Linked DNA regions of Pan troglodytes: region 1 is linked to region 2. A link is a contact called in public HiChIP or PLAC-seq data. All regions are on one chromosome and are shown on one strand. Each heading gives the region's core, a stretch centred on a gene start, on an enhancer-like site or on the middle of the called end of the contact. The rest is flanking DNA. Distances are from core to core; before and after follow the strand shown. Region 1 holds the start of ESYT2 (extended synaptotagmin 2). Region 2 holds the start of NCAPG2 (non-SMC condensin II complex subunit G2).

Evidence for each region. HiChIP or PLAC-seq counts read pairs in DNA pulled down with a chosen protein or histone mark.
Region 1: an H3K4me3 HiChIP or PLAC-seq map of stem cell-derived excitatory neurons shows a contact between it and region 2, with 3 times the contacts expected there. The contact joins the promoter of ESYT2 here to the promoter of NCAPG2 in region 2. A contact is called at or near these places in 1 of 7 Hi-C or Micro-C datasets (stem cell-derived neural progenitor cells), 1 of 1 datasets of contacts at active chromatin or transcription factors (stem cell-derived excitatory neurons) and 1 of 1 other capture datasets (stem cell-derived neural stem cells).

The regions. Positions count from the first base shown.
Region 1 is chr6:173,967,937-173,972,521 of NHGRI_mPanTro3-v2.0_pri, forward strand. It overlaps ESYT2 (extended synaptotagmin 2), which reads right to left and starts at 1,827. Exons shown (of 22, transcript XM_016958521.4): 1 at 1,371-1,827. The coding sequence starts at 1,700.
Region 2 is chr6:173,835,582-173,840,831 of NHGRI_mPanTro3-v2.0_pri, forward strand. NCAPG2 (non-SMC condensin II complex subunit G2) reads right to left here and starts at 2,178. Exons shown (of 28, transcript XM_016958513.4): 1 at 2,007-2,178.

The DNA.
Region 1 (4,585 bases), core at 577-3,076, 130 kb after region 2:
TTCACCACGCATCGGCACAACTGTACATTCCCAAGCTCCTTACATTATATTCTTACTCCAGTTGCAATATGACGTCACAAAGTAGCATCTACTACCTTCTTCTTGTCTTGGGCACGCCTCCTTTCTAATTCTTGTTTGCCATCTGTGTTATGCCTTACTTCTCAGGTGTCTCATGACTGGAAACAGGGACTTTTCTCCTCTAAAAGAAAATGACCCTTCCGAAACCCACTGCTGGTCACCTTCACCCCAAAGTTTATATTAAGCCTAATGGAAGAATCATTAAAATCCTTTCTTGCAGTGTGAAACTGTGACGCCAAGTCATGGCTAAGAAAGAATTAGGGAATGACAAGAAAAAGATTTGAAGCCAACTCTTCGTGTCTATAGTCCATAAATATATGAGGTAGAGAACTGCCGGGTTAAAAATAAAATAATACCATGACTCTTGTTATTGCTGCAACTCTTCCAAAACTTCCTGCCACACACACACACATTCACACTGGATTCAGGTCGATCCCATATAAAAATGCTCAGTCTCACAATTATACTTGCAAAAAACTGAAACAATCTTTCAATTATCTAATATCTCCACATCTTTCGAGAGACACTCACTGCCCTTGAAATGCGTCAGAAACAACCAAGACACGAGTGCGTCTTCTCCCGGTAGAAGAAAAAGTTAACTTCTCCCCCACCAGCTGTCATTACGTTTTTTTTTTTAAAACAGAAGGAAAAGCTGAAGCCACCCGGAGCATTTCCAGGCCGGCAGGGCGTTGGGAATGAGCACGAGAATCGCGCTGGGCGCTCTGAGAGCAGAACCGGCCGCTCAGGCCCCTAAGGAGACCCCGCGGGCGGCACCAGGAGGAAGCGCGCGCTCCGGGCAGGACCGCGGCCGAAGAGGGGGCACCAAGCCCGGTACCTGCCGCTGGCGCTCGGGGTCTGCAGGCCGGGGGAGGGAAGTGGGCTTTGTGAAGAGGGGTCTCCGAGAAAGCCGCGCGGGACGGCGAGGGGAGGCTTCACGAGGGCAGACGCGCCCCGGACCCAGAGCCTGGGCGGGCGGGGAAGCGGAGAAGGGGACGCCCGACTTGGACGGAGGGAGGGCACGGAGCACTCAGGACTAGGGCGGGAGCGGCGAGCAGCGGGCGGCGGCCCCAGGCGGACAGGTTCGCAGGGAGTGGGCCGGAGGCCGGGGCGGGGCTGGGGTCTGCACTCGCCCTAGGAGGCAGGTCGCCAGCAGGCTGGGAGTCGGGGCCGGGGGGCGGGGCGGGGTCTGCACTCACCCAGGCGGCAGGTCGCGGGGAGGGGAGTGCCTGCCTGGACGAGGGGAGATCGGGACTGGTGGTCAGGGGTCGGGACGGGCAGGGGTCTGCACTCACCCAGGCGGGCAGGTCGCAGGCGCGCACCCCCAGGCGCACGACGCGCTCCTCGTCTTCCAGCAGCGCCAGCGCGCGGCACAGGCGCAGGGCCTTGAGGCCGCGGCTGCGGCGACACCAGGCGAGCAGCGCGAGCGCGAGGAGAACCCAGCTGAAGCTGAGCCCCAGGTAGCCCAGCGCGTACACGGGCAGCAGCAGCGCGAAGCTCCGCGCCAGCTGCGCCAGCAGCCCGGGCAGCTCCACGCTCAGCACGCCCCCGGGGTTCTCAGGCGCCGCGCGGCCCCCAGCCCCGCCGGCGCCCGCCTCCGGGCCCTCGCCCCGGGCGCCGCTCATCGCCCCGCCGTGCCGCGCTGCCGTCCCGGCCGAGGCGGGCTGGGTGCTCGCGCTGATCACGGGCGGCTCAGCCCCGCGCCAGCGCCCCTCTGAGGGGACGCGGCTCCGCCGCACGCCCGCCTCCGCCCGGGACGGTGGCGTCATCACGCGGGGCGGGAGCGGCGTGGGCCTGGGGCTGGCACGTCACCGGGAGCGGGCGGGGTGGATACTGACGTCATCGCGCGGGGCGGGCCGTGGGCCGGGTCGGAGACTACTGGAGTGGGCCGGGCAGGCGCACGACGTCATCACGCGAGCGTTGTGTCTCGGCTGGCGGGAGCCGGGGACGGGAAAGGAGAGTGCTCGTTGCGTGGGCTGGGCGTGCCTGCGTCCCCCCGAGCCCCACAGGGCACCCTCCCCACGTGCCTGTGGCCTCGGAGCCCGCGGGCGGTTTTGGCTCGGCGTCGCGCCCCGAGGCGGCTTCCGGGTGCGTGGCTGCGCTCGCCGGGGCCCGGGAAGTTGCCGTCGTCAAACCCAAAGGCTGACCGCCTCTGGGAGCTGCTGAGCGCAGCCGGGGTGGCGGTGGGATGAGAGGGCGGCGTCCCTGTTTGCGGTAATTTCGCGGCCAGGAGGACGGGTGACAGGGCGCCGCCCGCCGGAGGTCGGACGGGCGCCGCTGGCGGGAGTCCTCCAGTATTTTTCGGTGTGAGGTTGCCTAGCCAGTGTGCAAGGTTGTGGCTTTTGCGGAGTCTCTCGGGATGGTCTTGTTATCAGGTATTCCGGCGTGAGAACGCTGCCTCTGGGGCCCTTCCCACCCTGCTTGTCAGGGTTTTAAACACGAACGACTCCGTTGTGACCCTGACAACTCTCACACAGTTCAGTTGGCTTTTAAGATGCCTTTAATCCCAAAAGTCCTCCCTGAGGGGTCTGGTAGTGCCGGGCAAAGACCACCGCAAGCGCCCAAGGGACGCTGTTGACACTCGGGAACTCCACCCCGGGCACCACGCAGCTTCGCCGAAGGTGTTAATATTGTGGCCAACTATGAATAGCTGTTTCAAATGACTAATTTTGGGCCTTGCCTGTGATTCCTGAGGTCACTTTTCAGTTAACTCAAAAACACAACTATTGATCACTTTACTTTCCAGTGAATTCAATCGAGTTAATTATATTTGTTCTGTAGTTTCTTTCAAGGAAACTCCAAGCCAAACAGTAGCAAAGAACATCCTATTTGACTGTTTTTGAGCATATTCAGTGAATTCCAAGGAAATTTTTACTGAATTTGTAACAGAGTAGGGCACTGGCAGGTACTGAATGAATAAACAAATGCCTAGAAGAAGCAGGGTCACCTTTACATAGGAATCTCTCTCCCCTCGTTCCTGCGTCTGCATAATTTTGTGTGCATATGTATGTGGAGATTATATCACATATGTAAAACATTGCAGAGTCTAAACGCTCAACTCCAGGCAAGGGCAGTAAACCCCAAGCAAGGAATGGAAGTGGTTTCCCTTTTCTTACTCTTCACAGTCCCTGGTTTGCTGCAGCAACAAATTATATTATGTAGATTGTAAATATGCAACCGGTTAATGCTCCTAACACCACCTTTCATTCAAAACTAAGCCTCAACACAAAAGCAAGTAATTGCCTTGTTGACACAGAAAGGAGCCTGAGCCTTTCTTTTGCAGCTTTCCTCTACTGGAAAATTGTAGGATCACATCCTACAAAGACTTGCATAAACATAAGCCACGTAAAAAATTCTGTAATCCCAGCACTTTGGGAGGCCGAGGAGGGCAGATCACGAGGTCAGGAGATCAAGACCATCCTGGCCAACATGGTGAAACCCCGTCTCTACTAAAAATAACAAAAAATTAGCCGCGCATGGCGGCGCGCACCTGGAGTCCCAGCTACTCGGGAGGCTGAGGCAGGAGAATTACTTGAACCCGGGAGGCGGAGGTTGCAGTGAGTCGAGATCGCGCCACTGCACTCCAGCCTGGGCGACAGAGCGAGACTACGTCTCAAAAAAAAAAAAATCCTGTGCCATGTGCCATCCAGTGGTTGACCCAAGGATGTAAACTAGATTGCAGAGAAGTTCCCATGTTGCATACCAGTCAGCCCAAGTGTCCTCAGCTTCCCTCTGTGTGAGCCCCGGGTTTCCAGCCCCTCCCTGTGGTTAATTGCCTGCAGAAAGCAGATCCTAAGGCCCTGCCACAGCTCAGTCTTACGGGTGTCCGGTCTGACTGCAGGTCCAGCTCGGCTCTTAGATTTTTGCTAATATTATACCCCTCAATCTCCTGTGACCTTTCATGACCCCTCCATCCTTTCCTTCTTGTAGACAAGGAAAAGTGCTGCTTTCTCTGGAGTGTCATTCCGAGTGCTCCGGTGCACAGCCGCGAAGTTCCAGCCTTCCTGGTTTCAGAGGAAAGTGCTATCTTGTGCTTACGTTCAACTCTTCCTGCTTTTGGGTCCTCCCCCACACCTCTAAATAGGTCTCGTTATGGAGGGTGGGAGCACGTGCTCTGCATCTCTTCAATTTCGAGGTTGTACCAGGAAATTAAATATACTGGGGACAGTGAAAGCCAGGTTTCTTGCTGCTGGAGAAGGTAAAAACATGGAAGAGGGAAGGCTAAAAAGAACACTGAGGGATTGGATTGGAACTGGAAGTGGTAGTATGAACTCATTTTTTAAAAATATGTATATACAGATAGATATAAAGATAGCTGTGTGTGCACACATGTGTAGGTATATGTGCATATAAACACAGAAATAGTTTCTAGTTCTGTCTGCTGAGTATCTAGATGCAATGGTACCCCAGTACCAGTGATGACAGCTAGCCCCCAGATCTTATCTTCTAAATAAGGTTTTCCAACAAAAGGAATCAGGGCTCTTTGGAGAAATGGTTAATTTCAGGGCTG
Region 2 (5,250 bases), core at 928-3,427:
CTATTTCGCATTCACAATACCTGGTGCTACTGGTGCCCTACTGAAAAAACATCAACCTAAAGATGAGGTAATAGCAAATGATGGAACACATTTGCAGTAGGAGCCCCCTCACTTTAAAAATAAATGAAAACCACCTGCACCATTATAAATAGAGCAATATGGAAAACTACTGCCAATAATTATGGGGACAGAGAGTCATCTTAAACATATAATACTAGATTTTAATGTCCAAATTGAACAAAGCAAAAATAACCTCAGTTTAATGACTCCCCAAATAAGTTAACAGTGAAGTCTGGTCATCTCATTCCTCAACTCAAATGGCTGAACTATGAACTACGGTCATGGACCACATAACATTTCAGTCAACAACAGACCACATGTATGACCGTGGTCCCATAAGATTATAATGCCATATTTTTACTGTGCCTTTTCTATGCTTAGATATGTTTAGCGATGCAAATACTTGCCATTGTATTACAGTTGCCTACAGTATTCAGTACAGTAACACTCTAGGAGCAGTAGGCTACACCATACAGCCTATGTGTGTAGGCTGCACCTCTAGGTGTAGGCAAGTCCACTGTGATGTTCATGCAATGATGAAATTGCCTAACAACAACGTGTCTCCCTCTTTAAATCAAGCATGACTGGCACATTTTTCACTGACAAAGAAAATGGGGAGGTAAGGGAGAGTGGCCAGTAACAAGCATAATGAATAGTGGTTAGGACAAATTCATGATTTTAGAAAAATAATCCAATAAGGTGCAGCAAACACATGGAATCATACGTCTTCGCCCGGCAAGTCTGTGAACACTCTCCACTTTTTCATAGTTCTGGTCACTTTTCTTGTTTGTTCTACTTCCAAGTGTACCTCTTTGGCATTTTAGTCCAACCTACAGTAATACACTTCCTCTAGACTACCAAACTTATTCCTATATTTCCCATTTTCCCTCTTATATTAGTGACTGTAATTTTTTAATGGTTAATTTTTCAATCTATCTCCCAAGGTGGCGATATTCCATGTTTCTTGTACCATATGTGCATGAGACCTCAGCCCTGCAGCCAGAATGCTACTTTCAAGGTAAGGAGTCATCTCACCATCCAGTTATCAGTCCGAAGAGCAGGTTACTCTTCGCACAGGAGGTCTGGTACTAAATCAAGATGAGCATTAAAACGAAGAAATCCCTGTTACCTTCTCACCACCTGTGACTTCCCACTCCGTCCCCAAACTCCTTCCTCAGGGACACAACAAGAGGCACCAAACCAGCAACAAGAGTTCAGGAGACTGATGTCTCTGAGGACAATGCCCACGTCCACAGCTGGGGAGATACTCTCTGAGGGCAGTGCCTACACCCAGGGCTCAGGGGGACACTCTCTAAGGGCAGTACCGACACCCAGGACTGAGGGGACTCTCTCTGAGGGCAGTTCCCATGCCCAGGACAGAGGGGGTCGCTCTCTGAGGGCAGTGCCCATGCCCAGGACTGAGGGGACGCTCTCTGAGGGCAGTGCCCATGCCCAGGACTGAGGGGACGCTCTCTGAGGGCAGTGCCCATGCTCAGGACAGAGGGGGTCGCTCTCTGAGGGCAGTGCCCATGCCCAGGACTGAGGGGACGCTCTCTGAGGGCAGTGCCCATGCTCAGGACTGAGGGAGTCGCTCTCTGAGGGCAGTGCCCATGCCCAGGACTGAGGGGACACTCTCTGAGGACGGTGCCCATGCTCAGGGCTGGGGGGTCGCTCTCTGAGGGCAGTGCCCGCGCCCGGGGCTGGGATTTTCCTCCGACACGGACAAGAAGGACGGGCGTCGCTGAGCTGGGTAGCGGGGATGGCCCGGGGTCGCCAGTTCCGTCCAGTTCCGTCAGAGGCAGCACTGCCCGCACGCAGGTCGGCCGCCTCCTTAGGGGAGTGGAGGCTGGGACCCCGACCAGCCGAGGAGGGGCTTCCCGCCCGATCCCTGCTACTTCCCAGCCCCTGCTCCGAACCCAATCCCGGCTCGGCACCGCAGCTCTTACCTGGGCTCGGGGACCCGCCGTTTCCCGCGCTCGGACCAGATTCAAACGCACCCGCCGGCGCCCCAGACGGGCCCCGCCCTCCCGGTCGTCATCAGGCGCCGCTCTCGCGAGAGCTGGGGCGCCGCGAGCCTCGGGCCTCGCCCACACGCCCGCCCCGCCCCGCCTCCAGATCGTGCCCCGCCCACATGCCCGCCAGTCATCTTCCTGTCTATGCCCCGCCTCTTAGGGCGCGGCCTCGAGCAGCTAAGCCCAGTGCCCTACCGGGCACTACGGAGCGCGCACGCGGGGCGCCACAGCTGCGGAACCCATGCACGGTCCGCGCGCCGACGTCCACTGCGCGCTCGTGCGCGTCCTGGGGCCTCCGCGGAGGGAGTGCGCGGTCCAGGAGAGGGCGGGGCGCTGCGAGCGGGCGGTGTTGTGGGAAGCAGGAAGGAGAGGAAGAGAGAGACGGGGAGAGAAAGGAAAGGCTTGGGGCGGGGAGAGGCCACAGGGCAGTGTCTGGATCCCCGGGAGGACCCCACCCCGACCTGGCCGGCCCCCGTGACCGCCCTCCCTGCCGAAGGGGCACCTGTCCGGGTGGTCCGCAGCCTGCACACGGTAGGTGCACCCTGGGCAGGTGCTTCCCCCGCAGGAGCCCCCCCGGCCAGGTGCGACCCCTAACAGGTGCTTCTCCTGCAGTTGCTCCTCCAGCAGGTGAGGCCCCCGGCAGGTCAGCTGCCCATAGGGTGGAGAGGGAGAGGCCTTAGCGGGGACCCTCGGAGGCACCCGTGTGAAGGAGGAGTAGCAATGTCATTCAATTCTTTGGACTTAAATGCCAAAATCACATACTGATGTATCAATCTCTTTTAATTTGTGTCAGCGAATAACTTGATTGGGCGTTCCCAATTTTTGTTGAAAGCAAATTCTTAGAAAACGGTGCTCTTTACCACCGAGCTCTGCATCCCTTCGTGAGGACTTGGCCTTCCCTGGAGCTATGTTCTTTCATGCTTGAGATGTCTAGAGTGGTATCTGTTTTCCTGGCTTAACTCAAGCCAGAGGTCTTGGCGAGATTGAAGTCGTTGCACTGTGGGAGCACAGCACCACCCAATAGGAACATCATGGGAGCCACAAGTGCAATTAAATTTCTAGTGACCACATTAGAAAAATGAAGATAAATAGGTGACATTAATTTTTAAATGTTTTATTTAGCCTAGTATATCAAAAATATTTATGTTACTTGTTGGAATATCGTTTCAACAAGCAATATAAAATTATAGCAGGGAGAAGACTGGTTTACTAGGAAGCTTGCAACAGTGAAGCAAGGCAGGCTGCAGAGGGGAGGGAGAAGACCCACTCAGAGGATGCTGAGTCTGGGACCCTTGTCAACAGGTGGCCGATATCTAACATTGCCTATTTCATCCTGGGGCTCCAGCCACCTCTGACCTCCTCCTCCCTCCATACACAGATCCTTCCCTGCCATTTCTTGAATTTTGGTGCCCTCATCTTCTCACTGCTTTCTTCTTAGCAATTTCCTTCATATCCAAGGTGCAAACTGCCACCTTCAAGCAGTGACCTCTGCATCTGGATTTGCAAGACACGGTTATTTCTGAACTCCAGAATTTTCAACAGCTCACTGCCTACTCCCACGCTGGTGCTGACATGCATCCAAAACAGATATCGACTTCCCCTCCCACCCCTGAATCCTGCCCCTTTCCTTATGCTGGTCCCTCCTCCAATCAGCCATCTGTTCCTGGGGGTTCCACTTCCTGAGTAGGAATAATGTAACAAGTTACGCATGTGAGCTCTGAAGCTGTACCACCTGGGCTAACCTGGTTCTGTGCTCACTAGCTGGTGACCTTCAACAAGCCGTGGGCGACTGAGCCTCAGTTTCCTCATCTATCAAATGGGACCTACTTAAGTACTGAGCCTCCTCTAGGAGGTTGTTATGAGGCCTAAATGTCTGTATAATGCAGAGCTCAGCCTCCTCTAGGGGGTTGTTATGAGGCCTAAATGTCTATGTAGTGCAGTGCTCAGAGGCGCGTGGAAGCAGGGCAGCAGGAGCGCCCAGTGCGCCCCCAATGCACCTGCCCATGCAGCCACTAATGTCATAGGATCCTTTGGGTATCGCTTCACCAGCTAGAAACCTCCGTGGCCAGCGGTGCCTCTGCTAGAGTTTTGCTCGAGCCCACTCAGCCCAGCAGGTTGCGCTCGGCTTGCACTACCAACCCAGATCCCACGCCTGCCAAGGGTGAGCCAGGTGCAGAGCAGCAAGGGGTATGTGAGCAAGCGAGCATGGGGTCCAACCACTGCGCACACCCAGCCATGCAGCTGCTGTGGTGGAGCAGGCAGCTCTAGGTGCCTGCACAGCTGCCGGCTCCATGCAAGGCTGTGGCTGGACCAGAGGTACCACAAGTGGCTTCCACTGCAGGCATCAGCATCTGGACAAGGGGAACATGGTGGCACCCGAAAGCTCACAGATGCCAGGAGCCACAGAGCCCCAAAGGGGGGTTATAGTGTGTCACAGCCCTGGCTCGGGGAGCCCCGAGGTCTGGGCTCCCAGAAGGGCCACAGCTCTTCTGTCCTTCTCATCACCCACAGCGTGGCTAGCAGGGGGTCGTGTTTCCGGGGCGGTATGTTTCACCTCATTTGTGTTACAGGTCTTTTGGTCCTGCCGCCCCACACCGGTCCACAGCTCCTTGGCTGTCCCGGCCCCACCGCTGCTTCCCACTGCATGGGGTGGCCACTGGGCGCCAGCAGAGGGTGGGAGGGCTATAGCATTATAGCTCTGGCTTGGGGAATCCCAAGGCCTGGGCCTCTACAAGGGTCACCACTCTTCACTCCCTCAGTCTGGGAGCGTGTCACCACCCGCAGCTCAGCGACCCGGCCAGGAACCCGTTACAGCCACTTTGGCTCCCACCTGCAACTTGGCAAGCTGGCCAGGAAAGTATTACAGCTCGTTTTGCTCTCACCATTCAGCAGGTTCCAAGTTCTTGTCCCATGTCCAGGAAGAATGAGGTTTGGCAGACATCTGGAAGGTGAGCAAGGCAGAGAACAGCTGACCAAATAGCTCTCAGCAGAGAGGAGACTCGAAGTGGGTAGCTCCTATCCACAGGCAGGTATGGGCTCAGAATGGAGGAAGTACATGTTGATTGGTCCATAGACAGGAGGAAGTGTGTGCTGATTGGCCCATGGGCAGGCCTGGAAAAAGCACCACTTGATTGGCTGAAAGGCATCAAGTACGTAAGTTCTCTTTCTGGATCTCGGA